Linked DNA regions of Hordeum vulgare: region 1 is linked to region 2. Evidence: chromatin contacts called from public Hi-C data. All regions are on one chromosome and are shown on one strand. Each heading gives the region's core, a stretch centred on a gene start, on an enhancer-like site or on the middle of the called end of the contact. The rest is flanking DNA. Distances are from core to core; before and after follow the strand shown. Region 1 holds the start of LOC123451980 (mediator of RNA polymerase II transcription subunit 8). Region 2 holds the start of LOC123451973 (NADPH--cytochrome P450 reductase 3-like).

Region 1 (5,679 bases), core at 2,869-5,368, 210 kb after region 2:
GGCCGGCGGCCGGGCGGCGACGGGGCGGGCGGCGACTGGGCGGGCGGGCGACGACGGGGCGGGCGGCGACTGGGCGGGCGGGCGGCGACTGGGCGGCGGGGCGGCGACTGGGCGGGCCGGCGGCCGGGCGGCGACGGGGCGGGCGGCGACTGGGCGGGCGGGCGACGACGGGGCGGGCGGCGACTGGGCGGGCGGGCGACGACTGGGCGGCGGGGCGGCGACTGGGCGGGCCGGCGGCCGGGCGGCGACGGGGCGGGCGGCCGGCGGCGATTGGGGAAGCCGGCGGCGGGCGGTGCGAGCGTCCTGGAGTCCTGAGCGATCGGGGCAAGGCGGTGCAAGCGTAATGGGACCAGAATAAGTCTCAATAAGCTCCTATTAGAGAGTCTTATTTCATAAGTCCCAATTTACTATAATAAGTCCCAATAAGTCCCTAGTGTTTGGTTTAGGTGGGACTTATAGGGACTTTTTTAAGTCCCAAAACCAATAAGTCCCTGGAAACAAACACCCTCGTAGTATGTGCCATCCAACAATCAGAATACAACAGGATCGACACCTCGGACTTGGATTTTTTGGAAACTGATGGGAGGTGGGATTCGTGCTTCGAGATTGTAAAAGGCCACGTGGCAACCATTCGAGTGGGTCTAATTTTGAGAGCCGGTCTCGTAGAATTTATTTCCATATACGCCCTCCGTTTCTTTTTACTCTGCGTATAAAATTTGGTCAAAGTCAAACAACATAAAATTTGATCAAATTTATATATAATATGTATATCTACTATATTAAAATTATATAGTATGAAAATACATGTCGTGGCACATCCGATAATATTGATTTCATATTGTGGATGTTGATATTTTTTAAATATAAAGTTAGTCAAACTTTACAAAGCTTGACTTTAACCAAACCTTATATGTAGACTAAAAAAAACGGATTGAGTACAAGCATGCACAAGAATGACGCAACCTTCTTCAAATCACTATGATCAAGTTGACCAACTGCATCCCTTTTCTGCATGACGTACCAACAATGAGCTTCCACGACGTGAACAAACCCCTCAACATATGTAACCTTTCCTCACAATTTCATGGCAAACATTGGATTCTCTCCAAAATAACCCTACATAAGGCCTTCCACTATGTTGTCGGCGCCATATTAATAAAAAAGGTGGCATGTCATCACAATGAAAATTATGGCACCAGCTCCACAATGTAGGACACCGATTTGGACAAAGGAATTGATAAACAAGTACAGCTACCAGTGCCTTGGAGCTAGCATTGGTGAATTTGGCATCGGAGCATCTACTTGCTCTGAAGCCTAGAATTTTTTTTGTAGCTCCGGCTGAGCTATGTAGGGCACCGGTGCCCAAAGACTAGAAAGTAAATTTGGCACCGGTTTTGACCTACATAGTGGAGGCCCTAAGCTTCTCATGCTCGACTTGCTTATTCGAGTGAACTACCACACGCTCGGGCACTGAGCCACCATGCTTCAACCTCTTATTTGACATCATATCCGCATACACCGTCGTTCCCATCTCAAAATCGCCATCATCGTCCAATGGCAAGTTGTAGAAAAACAACTCAGAAAGCGAACTCATCTGCAAAAAGTATGTACGAACCGCTACATTATGTGCGGACTCTAAAATTCTTCATCACATAAAAAACAGGTAAGGAATGTCGTTGAGCACCTTGTTGGCATCATGCCCCCCCCCCCTAGTTGTTTCGGAGGCGAATTCTGACGTACACCGACGTTAAGGGGAGAAGGAGCAGTGGCTAAACCTGGGGCCGGGATGATCGTGTGGGGCCCAATGATGGTGTGGTGCTCTCTAGCAATGAGGCTACACGTCAGTCGAATCGGGAGGTTGCATGTGAGGGGACACGAGATGGTGAAAAACCAGCCTCTTGGCTGCCACCTACGTGGATAGGAGTATAGGGGAGGTTGCATCTCTCCCTCTATGAAGGGTGAGTTGGGGTGTTTTAGTGATAACCAACAGGTTGGGGAAAGGGGATCTCGCCCATCACATTTTTTGACCTAAATCACCCTATAACATAATTTTTCAGGGAAAAAGGGATTCACTGGAGATGTTTTTATGATCGTTCCACATTAATGCGTATTGAGATGATTAGCTGGGAGTGGGAAGGGAGAGGGGATATTGAGATGACAAGGGTTCACATGAAGTTTCTCTAGTCATTTGGTGTGACATCCCAACCTGATGGCCGACTCACACGTCGTCAACCATGTGAGAAGAACTCACTGAGTAAGAGCAAGGACGTGAGGAGATAACTGTGTGGGATGGGGCCTCGAAAAGTGGCGGAGTGAGCTGTTTGAAAGGAGATGAAGAGGAAGGGTGCTAGGTTCAATTAGCTTAAGAAGGCGTGTAAGTATTGTCAATGAATAATGGTTCGTCGATCTTATAATCTAAAGTTTGTCATAGAGGAAAGTAGAGCAAAGCATAGCTCGTGAAGGGATCATGTTGGCGATGAAGGTGACATACTGGTTTCTCCCATCGTTAATGATTTGTGATGTGTGTGAGAAGAAGAAGTCGGTGTAGGGAGAGATAGAGGATGTGTGCAAAGTTCACTTAGCTTGAGAAGAAGGTGTGTCGAAGGATAGGGCATGAGTTTGTGCCCTAGTCTCGTCTAGTGAATCAATGAAACGACAATGTTGGCGGAGACGTGAAACCTCCACGGAAGTGGAGGAGAATGACTTAGAGCAAAGTAATAAGGAAGGGCACATTTACCCCCCAATGTGAAGAACACATATATGTCTTTGGATCCATTGTGGAACAAGGATGCTAGAGTAACAAAATTCCCAGCCCTAGTCCAAACCCCTGTGATGACCCAACGATATAAAATCCTTCATGGGAGGATGCTGTGAGAGCGCATGTAGTTAACCAGGCAGGTACGTGTAGAGGTTTACAAAAAATATTTTATGATCGAGTTAAAAGAATAGTTTCCGTGACATGAACAAACCCCTCCACATTTGTAACCTTTCGTGACAATGTTATGGGCAGACATTGGATTCTCTCCAAAATAACCCTACATAAGCTTATCATGGTCGACTTGCTTATTCGAGCGAACTACCACATGCTCGGACATTGAGCCACCATGCTTCAACCTTTTATTTGACATCATATCCGCATACAACATCGTTTTCATCTCAAAATTGACATCAACATCCTATGATAAGTTGTCGAAAAACATCTCAGAAAGCGAACTCATCTGCAAAAGTATGTACGAACCGCTACATTATCAGGAAACTCTGAAACTCTTCATCACATAAAAAACAGGTGAGGAATTTCGTCGAGCACCTTGTTAGCATCATACCCCCTAGTTGTTTCGGAGGCGAATTCCGACCTACATCGGTGTTAAGGGGAGAAGGAGCAGTGACTATACATCGGAAACATTTTTCTATGCATATTTAAATTTTTTTAAATACATGATCAATATTTTTCAAAATAAAAAATATATATATTATTTATTGTCCATACGCACTGTACAATTTTTTTTATATAAAAGAACTTTTTTGTCTACAAATTTGACATTTCTTTAATCTATGATTAACATTTGTGCAAAGCTTATCGAAATAAAGGCAAAAGAGAAAGGAAAAAAGTAGAAAAAGTGCGAAATAGAAGAACAAAAAGGGTTGTACGGGATCAAACTTGGGTCTCCAGGGTGGGACAGCGCGCATCCAACCAGTTGGGCTAGCCATGTGCTTGTGATAAAATACGGAACAACATAATTTAGAATTAGAAAGAAAGAGCCGAATCAAAGTTCAAAAAACGAATTGTTTTTGTCACTTACGGGTGTATTGGTGGATAATTTTGGCGAACTTTAGGAACAAATTTAATGACGTACGATAGAAGCAATATGTGCTTTATTAGTAGGTATAGATATAGATAGATGTATTGAAAAATGATGCATTTTGGAATTTCAGTTCATCTCAGAGTTCAAAACTTCTTATTTTAAATCTTGAAGAAAGCATTTTTTTTGACCCCACCTGTCAGGAGGAGCTGACCGCTGAGTGTTCGAGTGGATCGTCCCCACCTGTCAGACGCCGGCGATCCGAACACCCTCCGATTCAACCTCGCTTCCCCCCTTCCTCCTCCGCCCCACCGCAATCCCCCAACTCCGGCGATGGACGCGGCGGCGGCGGCACCGGGCGCCGCGGCGGGAGGGCAGCAGCAGCAGCAGCAACCGGCGGCTCCCCGGGCGGAGCGGCTGAACGCGGAGGTGCACAACCAGTTGAACCTGGAGGGCATGCGGGCGCGCGCGGTGGGGCTCTACAAGGCCATCTCCCGCATCCTCGAGGACTTCGACGCCATCGGCCGCGTCAACCCCAGCGCCTCCCCCAAGTGGTACGGGCTCACCCATCCCCTCCCTTCCCCTCCGCCCATTGCTCGCCGCCGCCGCCTGGGGTGGAGCCCCCACCTAGGGTTTCGGTGGATCCTCCGGCGGGTGTGTGCTAGTTACTGTACTGATGCACGATTGATTGCTTGCTGAATGGTATGGTATGGTGGCTGGCAGGCAGGACGTGCTCGGGCAGTTCTCCATGGTGAGCATGGAGCTCTTCAACATCGTGGAGGACATCAAGAAGGTGAACAAGGGGTTCGTCGTGTACCCCAGGAACGTCAACGCCGAGAACGCTGCAAGTGAGCGAGCTCCTCTGAATTTTCTAATATATTTTTTCAGTTAGATATTATATATGTGCCATGTGATATCTTTTCCTCTTTGTGTCTAGTAAAATTGTTCTGTAGTCATGGTGACCTAAGCGCGGTGCATGATGTTTCTGTGAATGGATTCAGATATACCGGTTTCAATTAGGCATGAATCTGATATGAAGTACCCTGTCTAGTTTCATATACTGGTGTTGTTGTTGTAAGTTTTTTTCAGGGATAGATAAGTGTGACAGAAATCAGTACCAAATCAACTACCAAAATGCTATTTTTCATTTCTATAGGTTGTTCTGATGCGTTGCAATTTAGTTGTCCCGTCTTACTTTTTCCGATGCATACAGTTGTTTCGTTTGCTACTAGTATCACATCATTTTTCCTGTTTGACCTGTATGAGTATTGCAGTACTGCCTGTGATGCTGTCCTCAAAGCTCTTACCGGAGATGGAAGTCGAGGAAACTACAAAGAGGGAACAGTTGTTATCTGGAATAACGAATCTACCTGTGCCTTCTCAAATGGAAAAGTTAAAGGTGCTTGATGCGGAAAATACAAACCTGTTTCACTTATTGATTGATCTGTTGGTTGTCTGCTATATAAAATTGGATTTGCTGCTCTTTCAGGCTCGGATAGAGATGATTGCGAGTGCGTGTGAAACTGCTGAGAGAGTAATTGCCGAGTGCCGCAAGAGTTATGGTCTAGGAGCCCGTCAGGGGGCAAATCTTGGTCCTATGTTGGACAAGGCACAAGCTGCAAAGATACAGGAGCAGGAAAGTCTACTTAGAGCGGCAGTAAATTATGGTGAAGGTGAAAACATATTGATGCCTATAGGACTTCCAAATTAATAGCTCATGTGCGTCTCCTATTTTTGTTATGGAACCTCAATGCTGAAATAGCCTGACTCTCAGGATTGCGGGTATCGGGAGACCAGAGGCAGATGCATTCATCTCTTCCTAGCCATCTAATGGAAGTACTTGCTACTGGAGACGGGGCTCATAATTTTGGTGATAATT
Region 2 (5,944 bases), core at 2,734-5,233:
CCTGTAAGAAGCCCCTGAAAGGTGCAAGGCCAGTCCCAGGGCCTACCATTATAATAGGCACTGTAGGATCAGCGGGCAATTTGAAGTTTGACTGCCTCACAAAAATTGGAGCCCAGCTACATTCTTCGCTCTCTTCCGATGGAGTTGAATTCTGTGTTTAGCCATGTAGGATCATCAGAACAAAGTGTTTACAAGATGACAAGATGGTCACTGGCAGATATTTCAAATGATTATTGAACAACTTGGCTACATAGTACTTACAAATCATTATTATTGTTTTAAAATGATTGCACTCACATCTCAAAGTACAAATAATTGTGTGGCCACCGATATCATAGTCGATGGTCACTGGCAGATATTTTAAAGAGAGTAGTGCAAGGTTACGTCATTGAATGCAATGAACTCTATGATACCATCCATCAAATTAATTTACACAGACACACAGGGGAAGATCACATCAAAAATGTTGAGAATGAGTAATAAAAGATGATTAGTCGTTCACCTAAACATACAGAGAAAGGCCAGTAGACAGAACTAGAAATTTCAGTCCAACATCATTAAACCAGGGAAAATATGTGTGATTTAACGAGTTCTAGAGGGGTTGACTCGACATGTTCAGGATAGATAGAGCAAATGGGATTGAGTTCAAACATCAAAGTGAGCAATAGGGGACAAGTTCAATTATCTTGCCAAAGGTCAAAAAGTTTCCATGCTTGTAACTATGTTATAGAAATAAAGTTCTGCCCTGTGACTATGAAGAGACAGGAGTATACCTTCATCCAAGTGGAACAAACTCCTTTATGGATCCTTCCAGTGGGGCTTTGCCCATGAACTAGTGAACATGTTACATGAATTCTTGTTGGTGCCATTCTGCAATGATATGATATCGTGAATCTTGACTGACTAATCAATGTGCTTATGTTACATAGGGAACTAATTTCAAAGACAAGATACCTTGGTGAGGAAGATATTGAGTAGTATCTCGGCTGAAGGCGAGGAGCAATAGCTGCAAAGAAGACACCAAGCGGAGGTTTCGCTGATGGAAACTCCGAAATAACTTCCAAGAGACTTCTTTGACTAGCGATTATCCACTGAGAATATTCTTTCTGACCAATGAAATTCATGCGTGTGAGAAAGATGACACTATTATCGGAGAGTATGAACTTGCCCTAGATTACAAACAAACCTTTCCAGCAGGGGATGCTAGATGTCTTAGCCGCTCGGCCTCTTTGGGATCAGATGCATGAGCAGCCAAAGCAAGTAAAACACTCTGCAGCAGCCCATCAATAAAATGAAAATATTTATGGATACAAACATAGGATGCGGCGAGAGAACAAATACGCACAAAAAAAAGGGATATTCACCTTCTTAGGTGAATTCAACAGATCGGCATATCTGGCAAGTGCAACCCTCACGGTACAGGGAGGGAAAGGAGGTGGCAAAGAGCCCCCAAAAAGTGGAGTGCCATCCTCTTGGTCAGCATAAATTGAGAAATAAGTATCTGGCGAATAATCTAATAGCTTTTCTGCCTCCTCTACAGTCTCGGTTGAATTTTCTGCGTACACACCAACATGATCTCCAGTCTCATATCTGGAATGAAAAATGAGGAATAATCAGCTGTCTAACGAACAATCACATAAACTAGTTATTACCTCCTAAAACTGATAGAGCTACATTTTTCAGTATGCTTACGTGAGGCTAGTTCCTGCAATATCAAACTCCAAATGAATGCAGGACCGGTCAGAAGCTGGTGTGTGAAGCTCCCGTCGCACAGCCACATTTGCCCTGGAAAAGAAGTGTGGTCAGAGTTCGCTCATATAGTAAAAAGAAAAGAAGTTTTGCACCCAGTCACATAAAAGCAAGAAGGGCATACCTGCAAGGATGTTGACTGTCATAGACGACATGACCATTGCTAAGACTGAAAGACTTGTTGATATGTGTGGCATCCTCTGGTTTGGTAAGCACAATTCTATATTGCGGAATAGCAGCTGTGTAAGGAGATTGTGCTGCTGAAGAATTATCTTCAACGCGGAGCAGTTTGTCCAATTCTGGCCACAGTAGTTCCTTCCTGTAGCCGAACAAACAAACCGTTAGCGTTCGATTTGTAAGACTCTCAAGGTCTAAAGTTGAGATCAAGATATGTGCAGAAACAGGACCACCATGCACAAAGCCGATAAAATGAAAGGCTACCAACTGTCCTGGTTTGAAAAGTTCAGATCGAGGTTAAGCTCATCGCAGTACATACCAGGCGTTGAAGTCATCCTCAATGCATTGATCGTCATCTCCAAGGCCAACAGGAACTATGCGCTTTCCACCTGGAGAAACATCACCGACAAAAGTTAGCCAGTAGCAGATGACAAAGGGGACAACAAAACTAGAAAAAAACATGTAACGATGGAGTCATGTTCCAGAGGATTCACAACATCTAACTCAAAAACTAATTATACAGGGCAAAACCATTACAGGCCTATTTAGTTATATAATTTCTCAAAAGAACAGTGTGTCATAATATTTGAAATTTAGATGAACTGAGCAACGATAAATTGAATTGGTCATTCATTCTGCTTTTGCTTACCTTGTTCGGCAAGGAGCTGATCAACCTCCTTTCCGACCTTTAGTTGAGAAACATTTGAAAGCAAAAGAGCAGGTAAGTTTACAAGTCACAAGTAAGAGTGCATATATGCAATCAGATGGATTTAGAGGGCAGGGGGGCAGACCTTGTTGAAATGCTCGTACTGCCTATTCCCAAGAGCAAACACCCCGTACTGGAGGTTGCTCAACCACTCGCCCCTCTCGTTCCCCTGTAGTCCGACCAAACAAAGAAGCCATCAATACCAACCACGAGAAAAGCACGCTCAGAGCTGCACCCCCCAAAACTACTAGGTCGGTAATCAAACCTCAGAGAACCATTTGTAGAATCTGGCAGCATTGTCGGTTGGCTCACCATCCCCGTACCTACAACAGCGACAACGACACCCATTAGCAGCAATTTAGCTGTTTAGATCAAAAAAAAAGGTTGCCCCCAGGCCCCAGCTATAGTAAGTGCTGGTTTGATTAGCAATTGTCTCTGCATAAATAAATATTCATGAGGTCCTTGCTTAACAGGTGCAATAAGCAAGCAATCCGCTAGTGTTGTAATGGATTCGGTAAGAGTTACGGATGGAAATTGGCAGCGGTGGTCCTTACGTTGCCAGGAAGAAGAAGGCGATGTTCTCCTTCTTGAGCTTCTCCTCGTACTCCTCGTCCTCGGCGGCGTAGTCGTCCTGTATCCCGACAAAATCAATCTTATCTTATGAGACGAGGGGTGGGGAGGAGGAGGAGCTTTAATAAGAAGAAGAAGAAGAAGAAGTAGCGTCGGCGGCGGCGGCGAGGTTGTGAGATCGTACCAGATCGAGCACCTTGAAGACGGCCTTGTCGTACCGCGCCTTGGCTTCCTCCGCGAGCGCCTGGCAGGAGCGGAGCAAGGAGTTCAGATTGTTGCACGGGTGGGGAGGAGGAAGGGGGGCACGAGGGCAGAGAGAGCGCGGGGCGCGGAGACGAGGAGCGCGCGTACCTTGGCGAAGCCCTCGGCGGTGCCGGTCTGGGTGCCGAAGAAGAGGGCGACCCGCTGGCGGCCGTCGTCGGGGTCGGGCTCCTGGTCCTTCTTCGCGGCGAGGGGCTTGGCCGCGGCCGCCTGGCGGGCGAGCGGCGCGGCGCCAGAGGAGGAGCGGCGGAAGAGCAGCGCGACGCCGCAGCCGACGAGCACGGCGAGGGAGGTGGCGAGCAGCGCGAGCAGGCGGCGGCTCTGGCCCCCGTCCCCGTCGGCGGCCGCCGCCGGGGCCCGGCCCGTCAGCAGCGCCGCCAGCAGGTCCAGCGCCGATTCCCTCATCCCCGCGGCGGAGTCCATGGCGGCCTGTTCGATGGGATCGAGGCGTGCGTGCGTGCGTGAGGGGAAACGGTGCCGCTGGTGGACGTAGGCGGTTTGTGTTTGTGTGTAAATTGTGTTTGTCGCGTCGGAACGGGGCTGGGAGTTTTTATTAAGCTCGGGTGGGGGGTTGGTGGCGGTGCGGTGCGGTGCGGGGCGGTCAACTCGGGTCTGGTTTGCGGTGCGGCGCGGTGACACGCGCGGCCGAGGGAGGCCGCAGGTTCGGACCGGGGGCTGGAAAGTTCCTTCCACCAACCTCTACGGTGCCTTTGAAGGCGAGGCAGCGGCAACCCCCACCCCACCTACTCGCAGTCGCGGCGGGGGAGGATGAACGCTTCAGCGTCGCCTGCTTGACCGTGGAATTTTATCACGGAAGGATTTGACACGCTGTTCTTCTCCTTTTGTCATCACGGACGCCCGGGGCCTGGTCCCACGCGTCTGCAGTCACGGGGCGTCGTAATTCTATTTTTTCTTAAAAATCCCGATTGTTTTCGGGTAGCTTGCCAAGCTGCCCACTTGGTCGTAATTCTCCTTTGAGAAGAGAAAAATGCGCTCTCTTTTTTTTTTTGTCACGGATGCTTGGGGCCCTCTCGTACCAAAGTGCACGATTCAAAACCCTAAAAAAACACTATGAGATGATACATGATTATGAGAAAGCCAAGGTAGATAGGGGCAAACCAAGGTAGGACTGAGGGAAGGATGCCACAGGGCAGCCGAGAATGTTAGCAAGCTCGGAAGAGAGATCACGATCAACGTGAATAGGGGCAAAAGTGCTCTTGTGAAAGTTGATGGAGAGACCGGTGGCCTCGGAAAATTGATCAAGGATGAGCTTAAGGGTCCGCACTTGATTTCCGTCCGGAGGAAGCACAATTAAGGTATCATCAGCATATTGCAAGACAGTACAAGGCAGATCGCTCGAGATTGGATGAGAAAGGAGACCATTCTCAGATGCCTGGATGATAAGGCGCATAAGAACATCTGCGACGAGAATGAACAGGTAGGGAGAGAATGGATCGCCTTGTCTCAGACCTTGTCTGCATTGAAACCAAGGCCCTGGCTTTCCGTTGAGGATAACAGCCGAGCTGGCCGAAGAGTTTAGCTCATCCACCCAGCGGCACCAAGATAGGGGGAACCCTTTTGCACACAGAATCGAGTTCAAGGCAACCCAGGATACTGAGTCAAAGGCCTTGTGGAAGTCAAGCTTAATCACCACGGCCGGGAGGCGGCGTTTGAAACAAGTTTGGACAATGTCAGCCGCATGGACAAAGTTATCAACGATACCACGACCCTGGATGAACCTCGTTTGCTCATGGTGGATGATGTTGTGAATGAGAGGCTTCGCACGAATTGCAAGGCACTTGGCGATTAACTTGACCGTACAATTCTGTAACAAGACAGGCCTATAGTTTTCTGGTTTGAAGGCGTCCCTTTTTTCGGAAGAAGAACAATGTAAGCATTATTAAGGCGCTTAAGGTCTGCCTGATCATTGTGGAAATCATTAAGGAGGTTTTGTAAGTCATGTTTGACGAGGGACCAGTTTGCCTTGAAAAAGGCAGAGCCGAAACCATCTAGCCCTGGGCTGGCGTCGTCTTTCATAGCCCAGAGGGCGTCTCTGATTTCTTCAAGGGAAAAAGGGCGAGCAAGAAATGAGGCCTCCGATGATGGGATAGAGCTTGGGAGAAGCAAGGCATGAAGATCAAAAGAGGTGTAGACAGCGGGGTTTGAACCGACTAGGCTTTTGAAGAAACTGCATAGAACAGTTTCTTTGTCACGGTGGGTACTGAAAGTGATTCCGTTGACCTCTAGAGTTTTAATTTGGTTCTTGCGGTGACGAATGGAGGCACATATGTGGAAGTATGCCGAGTTCTCATCACCCATAACGCAATCCTTAATCTTAGCCCTTTGTCTCCAATGAGCGGCCAAGGTGGCATTGTGTCGATGCAGCGAGAGCTTGACTGGAGTCCTTAGACTAGACTCCAGAGCGGACAACACCCTGGCTTCCTCGATTTTGTCAAGAAAGTTGATTGTGGCGTGACAGTT

What was found. Hi-C and Micro-C count contacts between places; a contact is called where the count stands out from the background.
Region 1: a contact with region 2 is called in a Hi-C map of seedling, with 3 times the contacts expected there. The contact joins the promoter of LOC123451980 here to the promoter of LOC123451973 in region 2. A contact is called at or near these places in 2 of 6 Hi-C or Micro-C datasets (leaf and seedling).

Annotation. Positions count from the first base shown.
Region 1 is chr5H:515,431,762-515,437,440 of MorexV3_pseudomolecules_assembly, forward strand. LOC123451980 (mediator of RNA polymerase II transcription subunit 8) reads left to right here and starts at 4,119. Exons shown (of 12, transcript XM_045128553.1): 1 at 4,119-4,354; 2 at 4,524-4,648; 3 at 5,075-5,199; 4 at 5,290-5,473; 5 at 5,575-5,679. The coding sequence starts at 4,134.
Region 2 is chr5H:515,222,770-515,228,713 of MorexV3_pseudomolecules_assembly, forward strand. LOC123451973 (NADPH--cytochrome P450 reductase 3-like) reads right to left here and starts at 3,984. Exons shown (of 18, transcript XM_045128544.1): 1 at 3,554-3,984; 2 at 3,387-3,446; 3 at 3,187-3,263; 4 at 2,898-2,955; 5 at 2,718-2,801; 6 at 2,576-2,612; 7 at 2,246-2,315; 8 at 1,874-2,068; 9 at 1,693-1,785; 10 at 1,365-1,590; 11 at 1,187-1,270; 12 at 955-1,106; 13 at 774-870; 14 at 2-151. The coding sequence starts at 3,886.